2 separate regions of the Anser cygnoides genome follow, and region 1 is linked to region 2. Evidence: chromatin contacts called from public Hi-C data. All regions are on one chromosome and are shown on one strand. Each heading gives the region's core, a stretch centred on a gene start, on an enhancer-like site or on the middle of the called end of the contact. The rest is flanking DNA. Distances are from core to core; before and after follow the strand shown. Region 1 holds the start of HAO1 (hydroxyacid oxidase 1). Region 2 overlaps PLCB1 (phospholipase C beta 1).

Region 1 (7,272 bases), core at 307-2,806, 130 kb after region 2:
AACTGTTCCTCTGGTTGATGCTCCAGCCTCCCTGCACCCTGGCAGTCCCGAGACTTCCCAACTGACTTCCCAAAACAGATGTTCCTGGGGCCTTGTTAGGGCCACCTACTTGCTGTTCCTGGGTGAAAAAATTGTCTTCATTCATACAACGAAGCCATTGTCTTTGGCTCAGTCTCATGCTGAAGTCAGATGGCTGAAGAAAAATACTTTCTGTTGATTCTTCTGACTTGGAGGGGTCAAAATCGATTGGTTCAGCTCTGATTGACGAGATACTCACTGAAAACACTTCACTTTAGCGTTCACAATTATAAAGGTGTGTTTTCTGACTTTATTTGCAGAACTTCAGGAATGTCCATGGGGAATTTGGAAGTTAAAACACAGCCATTTACCTATGTAAAAAGTTACTTGATAAAACAGCTTTCCACAGCACTCTTGAGAAACACTTAAGTAATCTCTGAGACATTGAAATATTTTAATTATATACTGGAGTTAACTTTTCCAGTTAATCTTTACTTCAGTTAACTCAAGTGAGAAAATCCCAGTTGACTCATTCCTCACCTGTGGAGTTTTTGCTGCTTCACAGGAGATAACTGATGTTTCTCTGATCCTGCAGTAGGAACATAGTGACTCAGGCTAAAATTCTATGTAGTTCTTTTCCTCTCTCTGGCAAATAACATATGTAAGGACAAGTGTGTAATGATATTTCTTAGAACACTTCTTTTTGGCTTCTGATTGAATCACTTTCTGAGCTGGAAGTTGTATGTCTGTAATTTGCAGCCCTCTGTGGGTTTTTCATCCTGAACTTCTGATATCCCTTTTTTAACTTAAGTGCAAAGAGGTTCCTTTGCAGAGCCTGGTACAGCTGAGGTTCACTTATGTGATGCTGTTTTCCACTGGCAATTCACTAGTGACCAGCTCAGGAAACAACTGAGAAACAGCTGATATGGGAGAGGGTGTTACTGGTACACTTCTTTTTTCCCCTCTGCCGTAATCACATCTGGACATTTCACAGAATCACAGAATCGTCTAGGTTGGAAGAGACCTCCAAGATCATCTAGTCCAACCTCAAATTTCAATTGCACATTGACTTTTGCCAGTGAGATTTGTCTTGGTTACCTGGGCAAACTCCTTGCTGTTAAATAAGATGCTATCCTTTTTGCACCAAGGTTAAAGTTAAGACAGCTGATGTCTCGTTAAGCAGACAGGATGTCCCTCATCCAGAGAGGGAGCAGCCAGATAGATTCATTAAAATAAGGATCCAATTACTTGGAAAGAAGCTGTGTCAGAGCTGGTCTGTGTCGCTGTCAGATGTGCTGGGGAGACATTTGCTGTGCCCTCCTAGGGATTACACTCATGCTACCAGTAAGAGGATACGCAATTGTAGTGTAGCTACAGATTAAACTTTTTTGCTTAGTTTTGTTTCCTTTGTGCTGATACTGGCAGTTTCCTCCATGCCTCAGCTCATAAACTGGCCAGTGGTGGTAAGGGTTGTCTGGAGTAGAAGCAGCTCTAGCTCCTGGTGGGCTTTCGAGGGCTGTAACTTCCGAGGGCGTGTTGCCTGGGCTGCAAGAAGAAGTCACTGTGCTTTGGCATGTTTGGCATTTTCTTGGGGGATCTATAAAGGGTTGCATGTGAGCAATTTAGTGATGGGGAGGGGAGGAGAACTTTTAGTACGAGTGGCAAAAAATGACCGGTAAAGACAGGCTGGTATCACGTGAATATGATAAATGAACATAAATGGAGAGTGAAAGGTTAATGTGGGAAGTGCTATGAAGAGCTTAACTCTTTTTTTTTTAAGTGCATATAGATGTAAAAGTAGGGGGAAAGATCAGCAATGAAACAGTGTAGTTACCTTCAGCAATTTTGTGCAAATTTCCAACATGTTGCATTCATTAATGTTGAATTCAGTTGCACACATTAAAATGTTTAGCTATCACACAATGCTTACTTCCTCATGCTAAAAACAGCCATTTATCCTAGAGCATATGTGATGCAAACTGAATAAATGTAAGCAGATATATCCCCTGTTTTGTGCTGGGAGCACAGAGAAATGTCAATGTAAGCCAGTTTGCATTTAAATTATATGCAATTATAAATACCCGATGGTGTAATTGTATATTGATAATCATTTCCAGTAATTTCTCCCATGAATATTCTGACCAGCTATAAAAATGAACACCCTAAGGGGCCCCATATGTTTTAAGCTAAGATGCCCTCATCTGGGAAAGCAGCTATTTCTAGCTGCAAATCTCTTCAGTGCCATCATTCTCTTAAGATGATTTCTGAAACTGACCTTACAGTTGGCACCATCCTTCCTGCTCCAGTCCCTGAAATACTCCTCCACAGATGCTTGACAATCTCCTTTGAATCTTAAGCACTCCTCTCACTCTTTGCAGAATATTGTGTTCCTAGTTGTTATTTATAAACCAACAGCAAGGATGATGGCTGTGGTTTTAACAGAGGTATATCTATATTTAACTCGATTTCTTCATCAATGCTGAAGAATTTAGATAACGCCAAGTAACTTAACATCCCAAATTTTTGGAGGAAGTAAGGCACGTATGTACTTCTGTTGCATTGCATTTCTTCATGTTTGTTCATCACGAGATTCCTCACAAATAACTGACAGTAAGCAAACAACAGGTTCTCTGGTTTGCTTGCACTGTAGACAGAAACAGAGGTGTGTGCTGGGCTTTGGTGACCACAGTGCATGCTGCTTTGTTCCTGTGCTTGTTGCAAAGCTCTGCCATGTTTTATACTGTGCTTTAGAGAGTATTTCCAAAAAAGGGACCAATTTCTGTATTCTCCCCCAAACCTGTTTTTTTATTCTTAAAAACAATTGTTAATAATTCAAGTGTGCAGGAGGAAAACTGAGTTTTATATACACATGATATAACTGCAAGTTTTCCCTATCAAACAAATACTGTATACCTGTTCCAAACAAAGTATATATGTGGTATTTGTTAAATCCTAAATGAAAATTAAATCAAGAAATCTTAATGTTGTATTTTGGATGAGTATCATCTCTAGTAAGCTAATTTTATTTGAAGCTGGTGACTGCACATGACTTGATAACATTCTAAGAACAGAGCTCTCTGGGTTGTGGAGGTGGAATTACCCTAAAAAAACAGGAATTACTTGCCTGAGGGTATATTAAATGTCCTAGCTGGGTGACAGCTGGGTTTATGCAACTTGGCTCAAAATTTGGAGTTTTAATGGAAATAACTGGAAACATGCTTGTGTTAACTGTTGTTCTAAATGCCAGTCCAGGCTCAGACCTGCTTTTATAAATCAACTAAATCAGAATTTTGCTTTTTGAACATAAAAGGTATCTTTTTTTCAGTCTCCTGGATATTTTTGACGATAGTTATACACAAGAGATGGTACTTGCCTGTTACTGGAGTTTTGAGTCTTTTTCCATTATGTTCTAGGTTCACCTCACCACATGAAATAAAATGTGGTGCTGAAGTCCAATATGACACAAGAAGTTGGTGTATATTTTTTGTGCATAGATAAGCAAGTCAAATCTCGATGAGATCCCACATTAATGATTTACAGACAGAAATACAAAGTTTAAAAGATTGGAAAGTAGGAATAAAGTTATCCTGTGAGATCTGCAAACATGTCTGGAAAGCCAGTTTGTATTTCGGATTTTGAAGATTATGCTAAAAAATTTCTCCCCAAATCAGTGTATGATTATTACCGATCTGGAGCGGATGACCAGGAAACGTTAGCAGATAATGTGGCAGCATTTTCAAGGTAGGAGGATAATTTAAGGTTGTAGAGTGCGTAAGTTCTGTGTTATTAGTAGATGTGGTGCAATATTCTTTTTGTGTCAACAAAACTTGCTTTTTCTGAAACTTCTTTATTTTTAGCCAAATGACTCAAAATTCCTTCTCAGAACATCTGTCTCTCCCCTTTCTTTTCCTTTACCTAACATTTTCTATCAAAAAGCAGTACCAAAAATCCACTAGCATGATTTAACTTTACCCACGTTTCTTTTGTTTCAGGAAACAAACTTTCCAGGTGTAACGAATATTTCATAAGCTGATGAAAGTGTAGTTTCTACATTTTAAGCTATAATACAGGCAATGCATTTGTGTATTATTGTACTTTTTAGGTCCCGAGTCAGTTTCAACACAACTGTACCTCCTAAACTGAGTTACTTTTGTGGCCTTCCCTGGTAAGTCTGTGCAACACTGCTAAATTGCAGCTGCCTATCCTAGCATATCCTAGCCGTGTGCTCTGGAGCAAGCTCTGAAAGCCAGTGCTCAGTACTATGTGGCTGTTGTGTGACTGACTGTTCAGGAGATTTCCAACAAAAGGTCAGCACTTCACCATGAAATATTGTAAATGATAGGTATTATTGTAAACCAGTTTTGACTTGCAGACCATAGCTCTGGGCTCCTGTCATCAGTACCTCAAATCACTCAACCCTTTGTCCCAGAAGTGCAAGGTCAGCACAGAGTAAAGCAACATTTCCTGTCAGATTCAGTGGAGGAGTGTCAAAACTCATGTCAAATCACTTTGTGTTATATTGGCTCCCCATTCCCTGAATCTGTGCTGCAGCTCTGCTACCAGAGCATCATCCCCAGCAGAGCAGAAAGGAGAGAACGCAGCCAGCGGGCTGATCACCTCATCCTGGTTGATCCCAGTCAAACTGTTTAAACTTGCAGGTGTTAACTTCCCTTTCCTTCTGTTACTGTCTTTTGTTGGTGTGGACATCTAACTCCCCTGCACTTGTCTTTTACTAATCTCTTAAGGCTTTGTCTTTAATCCTGCTGTGTCTAACAAACCATAACTATTTTTCCCAATTTATTTTCAGTTTTTCTCCCTCCCTACTTTGGTTTTCTTTCACTTTCACAAATGTCACATATCCTGGCAGCATGGCTAATAGTTTCTGCCTTGAGCTCAAACAAAAATGTCAAACCTGGACAGATGTTACAAGCTGCATTGTAGGAGAGGTTAGGATCACTCAGCATCGTTTTTTCTTTTAACATCAGACTAGGGTAGAAATTTAAAGTTGGCACTAATGAAGAGTCATTGAGTGAGCTCAGTCTAAACTCAAGGGGTGTGGATGTTCCCATGCCTGTAGAGAAATTTACTGGGCTGGATTCTCATGTCCGTATGGGGTATGACTCAATTCCCCTTCATCTCACAGCACCTGCCACTAGCTGGATTTCAAATCACTTTACAGTGGTGGTAGCTATTGTTTGCTTTATGCCTTTGAAATGAAATATAAGCTAAGGGTTAGAGGAAGGACAGGTACTAGTTTCAGCGCTAACTTCTAGGCAGCTTGCTGAGTTGGGACCTGCACACTCAGGCAGAGCTGGGTGCCTGAAAGGAAACCAGCAGCACCAGGGGAGTGAAAAGAGGGGCCACCAAGCTAATTGGTTCCCAGTGTCTGAAGTTGAGGAGATGCTGCAATGGAGCTCTCATCTCTTTCTGAGCCTATTGCAGTCTGTAATCGCCTGGGAGATGAAAATGTTTTTGTTGACAAAGGAAAGGGTTGTGTGGGAACACTTCTGGATTTCAGAATGAGTTAAAAAGGGAGCAGCGGTTTTGAAGGTATAAGTCTTTTTAAGTTTCCAGATGCTTTATAAAGGTTATTTACCCTAATAAGAATAAAATAAAATGTTAAGAAAATCACGTTCAGAAGAAGTGATCAGAGGTAATAAACTATAATAGTAGTGTGTTTTTTTTAACTACTGACTACTAGAGCTAATCATGGTTACACCATGAATCGTAGTTGGATCTAATCTGTTTGGAAACCAGGTAAGAAAAAATGAGTATGTCAACTTGCCATTTTGGTATTAGTGGGGCTAGATGTTAGTGGTGATATAAAAGCAGCTTTGCTCTGAAGTTGTTTCCCACTGCAGGAGCAGACTCCTCTCATACAGGCCTCCTTGCATCACCCTGGTCACCTGTTGGATTCACCTCTTTCCTGCAATCTTTCATTGTATTTTCAGCCTCTGGTTTTAGGCATTCAAAACTGCAGAGCTCACAGGGAGCCTGTGACTGAGGGTGGTATTAATTAGCAGTGCCTTGAACAGCCTGAGGGCATGTAAATTTGCCAGATCTTGGTGTGACTGAAATGCCCATGTACTGGCTTCCTCCTCCTCAGCAGTGAAGTTACAAATGGGGGTGGTTCTGGAGGTGGAAGCTGTGTTTCTGTTTTTGCTCTCCGTTCATTTGCCTGAGTATTAGATGATCCTATTCCAGCAGTTGCTCTAGACCATTTAAATGCCTTCCAAAAGGCAGTTAATAAAATCTAAATGACTGACAAATGGGATTTACTCTATTAAATCATCAAACAGAATTTACCAACAGCCAAAGAGAGATGGCATGGGCCAGAAATATTGAAGTCAAAACTATGCTTGTTATCTTCATTTCACTTCTCCTCTCTCTCTCTGTATAGACCCAAGCACAGACAAGTGCAGTGACATGCTGAAGGCCACCTAGTAAAACAGCGGGAGAGCTGGGATCAGAGTCCAAAACCCAGTCACTGTTGTAAGACATGCTGTCCACTGGTTTCTGATAACTGCAGCACTGGCACAGCTCTTCCTATAAGAAAGGGTAACATAACCGAAGTCATCTGCCAGATGGTCCTTCCCCTCTGTGAAGGTGAACCCTGAACTCTCCCTTCTTTAATGGGATGTTGGACCTCTGTGGAAGCATGTTGAGCATGGTGCTCCATGGGGTGGATCTCAATAGCAACGGTGGTCCCTACTTGTAGCTGCTGAGGGACCCCATGTGACAGTGTATTTGTGTTTTCTTAGCATATGGGATGCTGTGGTTAACAATTTCAGGCCATGTGTAATGGCTTCCTTGCAGCACATCTAGAGATGTGAAACTTGGTATAAAGACTTGAGGTTATCTTAGATTTTAAGACTAACTTCAGCACAAGCGACTTCGAAAATCTTCGTTTTTAATATGATGCTTCTCTGAGAGAAGCATGGTCGAACCATTATGGATGCAGGGCTGCTACTCACTCTGGATTCAGTCCCTGACTTGCATCGTCTTTGCCTTTGAGCATGTTATTGGTTATCTCCCTGCTCCTGAGTGCTGATCATGGGTAAATATAAAGTAAGATGGACTTTACACTCACAAAGATCACGAAGTGTCAGATTACTTTGTGAAAGAAGTACAAAGCTTTGCTTCCAATGACCAGAGAAATCTCATTTTGATTTCTACTGTCAAAAGCTTAGTAAATACTGTTTCAGGACACAGGGATCAGCCTGTTTAAAGATTTAAAGTATAGTATTTAAATAT
Region 2 (6,778 bases), core at 2,820-5,319:
CTTTGTTCTTAAGTCAGCATTTAGCAATGCATTAGTATAATGCAAGGTTTATTTTGAATCATTTTAAGATCCTGAGAGAAGTACTCTGTGTAGAGTCTAGTACTATGTCAATATTAAGCTAAATCAGAAACCTTCTAGATGTCATTTAAACAGCAATATTCCTCAGGTGATCCACGGCACTTATTTAATCCCAGCACCCAGCATGGGTTGCTGTCTGTGCTAGGGTGTGCGGGTGCAAATGCTAGGGCAGTGTGTGAGGATGAAATGGGACCCGCATCAACAGCTGTGCAAGACTTGCTTTCATTAGGATAAAATATTTCCCTTGAGACATAATATTCATGCTGTTGATGTATTTCTGGTTACTGTCACTGTGCTTTAAAACTGAGCAGTTCCACGTGGCCACAAATTAAGACAAGAGCCCTGCAGTCCCAGCCCACAGTTTCAGTTTGGTTGTATCAAGGTATACCTGTAATACTGTGAACAAAAGCCTGCCCTGCCAGAGCTCGTGGGCATTTTGCTACTGACTCCAACATAAGCTGCACTCTTCCCCTTTGCATCCACGGTATCCAGTTTCACGTTATCATTTAGCTTCTCTCCAGCCTGGTGGTAATCTTGCAGTCGGGCTGCACTCAAAGTATTCGTGGAAGATCAGTGTATTTATTGTGCATTTAGGCACTCCTCAGCATCCACGAGGACTCAGCCTGCATCACACTCTTCAGCTACAAAGCAACATTTGATCATCTCCTAGCACACTGAAAGCTCTCTGAAAATAAACTGAGTGAAATGGTTTACGAAGCAATCACCCGGCCCCCGTTCCCGCTAAAGAACACCGTGTGAAATTAACTTGTTCTTTTCAAACTGTTATTTAGCTGTGAGCAAAACCAGCTAGATGTACCCAAGTAATTAGTTGTGACACACAGTCATCTTGCTATCCAGACCCGTTTAATCAAATTGGCTTTCACTAATTCCCAGCTACACTGCAGGCAGCATATATGCAGCCACTAACGTCCTTCCCTCCCCCAGAACAGGTTAAGTGCATAATGTAACTTCACTTCTGCTGCTACACGCTGAAATCGGAAAGCTTTCCTGAATCGGGACACTGCAGTCACTAAAATCGTGACAGTCAAATTGAACCAAACCACCACCCCTTATTCAGGCAAAGACCTTGCCCTGATTTTAATTTCTGTTTATTTTCATTACAAGCAGCAGCAACCTAGCTGCTCCACACTATTGGGCAGACTTTAATTCCTAAAGCAGAGAGCACTGCTAAAAAGACAGACAAAAATGTTCAAAGCATCTAAGATTCAAAGGATTTACCCTAGTCACAAAGTAGCATCAACTCCCCCCCCAAATAAATTAATTGCACATGAGATTCTACATCATTTAGCTGCTGTTGTCTTTGACATGCAGATTTGTGCCACAAACAAAGCCTTTCTAAAACGTGATTGTTTTCCATCCTCCAAATTAGTCCTTGTATTCCCTGATTTATCTTGATATTAAATAACAACAATTTCCTATTGTAACATTGTGCTTTAAGAACATTTAACAATTTATCTTTGCTACTGAATGATAACAGACTGCACAAATCAATTGCAGTCCCTCTGTTTCCTAAAACATAGCTGAGATTTCAAAGCCACAAAGGGACAATTAAACAGCCTACACTCACTAGAAAATAGCTATTTGTGCCTTTGAAGTTTTCTTCCTAAAGGAAATGGCCAGAATGAATGAAGTTAGAAAGGCTTCTGTACTAGCACGACTTCAAAATTTGTGTGTTGAGCTTGCTCTCTCAACCTAAGGATGCTCACTCCCTCCAGTTTACTGAACTAAAATACATCAAAGTCAGTAACATTCCCCTCTCACATGGAAAGTTCTCCCACAAAACAGACATGGTGTGTCTCAAAATTACTACATAAAACTAAGCATCAGAAACCAGGTAATTATCTTATTTATCAAACAACCACAGGACGGATTTATTTTTTTTGACTTCAAAACTACAGGCAGTAAGATCAAGAGAATTAGAAGAAACCTATCAAATGTCAAACATTAACTGCCAAGATATCAAAGTTGGAAAATTAAGATGTGTTCAAGTACAAACTCGTTAAAAATAAATATTTCTGATGACCCTATTAATACCTTTAGGGGAAGAAATAAGAGAAATGAAGTGCAATCTGTAAGCAATCTGAGTAATCCTGAGCATGATGGCAACAGAATCTTATAAAAATATGAAAATATGCATCATTATGAACCAGCTGTAAATTAATGGGTCATAAAATAGCTTTTGCTTGTTTCATGAGATAAGAGTCGCTTGTGAGGAATAAAGTCTGATTACCTATCTCTGCTTCTTAACCTACGAGTATATATGAACTATTGTCAGTACAGACACTTGGCTTTCTTATATAATTAGGACGTAGGAAGTCTATTACTAGGACAACTACGTAAATATTAAATTAGGACATTTATTCTTCTCAGTTAATACAGTTAAGTCACCAAAATAAATCCTTTTACATCAACAAATTAGCATTAATCAAACTTGCAGTAAATTAAAGCTACCGCATAGACATGTCGCTCTCACAGAGGTATTACTTTAACTCTGAAAGTCAAAAGCAAATAAATATTTTTAAAGACCATTAAATATTATAATTCTTATTTCAAGATGCCTGTTCAAGGAGAATTCCCATGGGAAGCTTGTCAACACAGAAAAAAAGATAACTCAAACACCAGCGCGTAAAGAACACATGTATTCCTTTGCTCTTCCTAGCTCAACACCCTGGTATTAAAATACAGCGCCTACACTGCACGCTGTCATGTGCTCCTTCCTCTCATCACCACCGTCAGGATTTCCAACCAGTGGACTTACTGCAACAAATAACCAGTGTCTAAGGAGCTGACTTAGCCACTTCGAATTATCAATTGTAAGAACTTTAAAAGAAAGAAACTGCTTATGCATATTCGTGAGACAAACTGGGTTGAAGCAGACAGCATCACCGTGGGTAGGTGCTCTCAGTACAGGAGAAATTGCTGTAACGAGGGCAGGGGGATCAGAGAGACAGCTCGCAGCACCTCTTCCCAGTCACCAGGTCAGGCACTTGTTTCTGCAGAAGGGGTTAGCCCAGGCCCTCCGAACACCACAGATTTTGGGATACTGACAAAGAGCTCCAGGGCATTTAGCTCTCCAGCTCTGCACAATAAATTGGCAGATGCTACAGGCGCTACCTTTGTTCTAAGGGATGTTTTGTCACATAGCCAAGACTTCATCCACTATCTGTTCATTTTTCATGAATAAATAGATAGTGTTTTGTGGCTTGATAAAAACAATTTCTAGATCTCATCCTGTCTTTACTTCCAAAAGAAAATATCCTCAGTAAAAGGAGAGCTTCGTGTATTTGTTCAGCTAACTGTGCGGCACATGGAGGAACTCCCCAGTATGTCAGTGAAGTCCCATTTTAGCACGGAATCACTCGGCTGAGCTGGATGCAGGAGATAAGCACAGCATAACATTCACAGTTAAAACCAAAGGCTTTGGTAAGGTGAGGAATGGGAACATTATCTAATATTTTATATTATACACCAGAATCCCTACCTCAATATATCGTTATAAGCTGCAAGTGAATCCAGCGCTGAAAAGAAGTTCCAGTCCAAAAAGCACGGAAACCCTACAAAAACTTACTTATGTGCTTCCAGCAGAACTAACAGCCTCCCACTGTCAGCAAGCACTTCCTCTCTCTCCGGGTTGGACACAGTGAAACAAAGCAAAAACAAAGCATTTAAAATAGCTCAGACCCAGCTCTTCTGTCTGCATCCCCACAGAAAGGAGGAGGAACCCTGAGGCAACCCACAGAACTGCTCCAGCTTCGCTCTGCAGCCGCTGGGAGCCAACAATGGCACCCTGCCCTCCCACGTAAGCACTGGTAAATAAAATGCGTGTAGGCTCCAAGTGAAACACCATATTGTTCGCCTCTTAACAAGTGTCTTGTGTTACAGGACACCGAACAACTGGTGCATTCACGCTTGCTACCAGCACAACACGAGCCATCTGCGTGCTGCAGACCCGCGGAGGTTGCTGTGCCTGGATTCGCTTCCAAGGTGAGCAAGGTTTCTGTGAAGGGCCTCCACTTCAGCTCCGTCCTGCAGAATTGGGGCCGCAGCTCAGAAATGCTGCCTGGGGAACGCACTCGATCCCGGTGCGGTTGGCATTGCAGCAGGCAGAGTAGCCTGAACTGACGAGAAACTTTTCCTTTTTGAACCACACTATTTCCAGTCAAGCACTCGCAACTATTTAAAGATCCAACCAGCTGGGCCCCGTCTATATGCGATTAAACTCCTGTCTGTGTGAAACCAAAGGTCACCAAGCTGGACTGCTCTGTGGCAGGGAGGGGAGAGTGCGCTGCCAGCGGGGCGCTCCCGGGGGAACCTGCAGCTCCGCGTTTCGTGCCACGGGATACCTCCTGCTTCCATCAATTCTGGCCGTACGATGCAAAACACATCTACCTTAATAAGTTTCTCGTGGAGAACAGAAGGCGACTGGGTAAATACCTCAGCTGGAGCAAAGTACTGGATTACTTGTCGCTCAGCATGGCTGTGCAATTTTAAAGGCAAGACCGGCTGCAGAATTTTACCTGTTGTTATAATTAGGCTTCGCCCATGACACAGCTTAATTGCATTTGGCTTTGTGTACACACTAGGATGAGATCTATATTTAATAAACTCTGTCATTACACTTTGGTCAGGAAATTGCTCACTGTAGACAGACTTATCATAACTATTTATGGTTTAACTTCAACAAACTCTACAGAATACAAAGAGCTATACCAAGAAAAACTAAACAAAACACGTTTATGCTGGTAAAGCAATGCTTCTATCAGGGCTTGCATCGCCACAGGGTGCTAAAAGCACCCCATGTTTATCTCCTACCTGCTGTTGCTGCGCGACCCAAATAATGAGTGCACACTCGGCCAGGGTACGGGGCAAGCCCTACCCCAAAGTGCTTACAAATTACAGCAAGAATTACAGAAGAAAATGAAAACATTACCTTTACTCTGCTCTTGGGGAGAAGGCCACGGATAAAGTGAATTGGTCAAGGTGACACTGAAGATCTCTAGCAGAAGTGAAAATAAAAACTACCTGTTCAGCTTGCTCAGGGATTCAGCCACCAGACCTAACTTCTCTGTACTGTCAGAGTGCAATTTTAAGAGCATACAATTTTAGCTCTATACATTTTATTTTAGGAGGAGTACTCTCGTATCAAGAGGAACGCCTGACATTCATTCACAGTGGAGCATAGGAGGACTTCAAAGAAGAGAAGATAAATTATCTCAATAAATGATGAATCACTTGCAAAACATCCCTCTCCAATTTTATTGGGAGACTCAACCTTCCTACAAGTCAAAATAATAGTATCATGCATGTTTATGCTCATGGCAATGTGTTTTACACCAGAATCTAATCTTGCCAACGGCACTGTCAACAACCTGGGGAAACAAACCAACATACTTTTCAAACACAACAAGCACCAACACACAGAAAGCTGAATGTGGAGATACTGGGGGGACTTGTATCAGCCTGGAAGAATCCCTGTTGTCAGATAGTCCATGTCATGAAACAACTTGCCATCTCCAAGAAACACAATAAAACGTTTAAAATCCCCTCCAACAATTCCAGAACAATTTTTTAAGCAAGCAAACAGAAAAATCTGATCGTATTGGTGGGTGAGAGTGGGATGAGCAGATGGGGTGATACAGGGAGGAGCCCCACCACGACCAGGAAGGGATGGTTCTCCTCTGAGAGATGACAAGAACTGTCAGCAGAGCAGCTGCCAGACAGGGCTGTGCTCGATCCAGTCTGGCTTGGCCACCAGAACATGCCAGAACGATGGGTAACCATCCTATTAAGAGAGCAAGGTCTTTTATAAGCCACAGCCAGCTGCAAGGGTGAGCTAAGTCAGGTGGAGATGCTAACACCGTGCACCCTGTCCCACCTGCCCAGTAAGTCTCACAGACAGCTCTGCAATTTCAGGGGCAATTTTATGCGACACAGCTTCTGACCCATCCCAGGATTTCAAGGCCACCGTGTTACCTATGGATAGGGCTGAGATTTCTGATGGCTGCAATTAGAAAATACTAACAGGCTGTAAATTCTCCTCTCAGGTCAGAGAGCAGTTGCTATAATTGCCTCCAGCCTGGGAGAATGCTGCGGCACACTGTAACCACCGGCTGGTCTCTGGGACAGTATCTCAGTATTGCAAGTAACTCCCCGCAGTTGTCCAGATTGCAGTATTTCCTTCAAATCAGCTCAGCCTAAACCCATCCGTAGGGGAAGATGTTGGAAAACATTGCTCGTTGAGACCTGAAAGATGGAGTGACCCAGGCGATGTCCTGGCAAGCAGAAGAGCACGCGCTCAGGTTCTGTCCATGAGCAAGATGATAAAACTTGCAGTTAAACACAGCACCCGAACAAAATCAGACAAACATGTGCTACCCCTCCTCTGACAACCATGTGCACGCTGCTTTGCTTTAAAGTGGTGCACTGCAGAACATGAGGATGCAAAACCAAAACCAAGCAAGGCCCAATCCCCTCAGCAGACTGACTCAAGCAGCTGTCAGAAACGGGTGGGATCAGGGTGTGCACAGCACGGCACGCATCTCCTTTGATTTTCCCCTGCCAACACAATGCCAGCTCCGCAAGAGCAGGGTGCCTTGGAGGCTTCGTTCACATACTTGGATCATTTTTATCTGCCAAGATATTCTCAAGCTATTTCTTTCTGGAGTGTCCCAAAAGGAAT

What was found. A called contact is a pair of places that touch in the nucleus more often than the background predicts.
Region 1: a contact with region 2 is called in a Hi-C map of liver, with 2.5 times the contacts expected there. The contact joins the promoter of HAO1 here to the enhancer-like site in region 2. A contact is called at or near these places in 2 of 7 Hi-C or Micro-C datasets (both in liver).

The regions. Positions count from the first base shown.
Region 1 is chr3:6,058,581-6,065,852 of Taihu_goose_T2T_genome, forward strand. It overlaps HAO1 (hydroxyacid oxidase 1), which reads left to right and starts at 1,557. Exons shown (of 8, transcript XM_013182177.3): 1 at 1,557-3,759. The coding sequence starts at 3,623. The region is part of intron 4 of LOC106036652 (a long non-coding RNA gene); the gene reads right to left.
Region 2 is chr3:5,926,417-5,933,194 of Taihu_goose_T2T_genome, forward strand. All of the region lies in intron 4 of PLCB1 (phospholipase C beta 1), which reads right to left. All of the region lies in intron 1 of LOC125182440 (a long non-coding RNA gene), which reads right to left. Among named protein-coding and RNA genes, the nearest start is that of PLCB1, 100 kb to the right of the region's middle. Within about 2 kb of position 4,070, at least 1 of the 3 cell types and tissues checked has open chromatin away from gene starts, as enhancers often do. A contact at or near this core is called in liver, where this site is marked.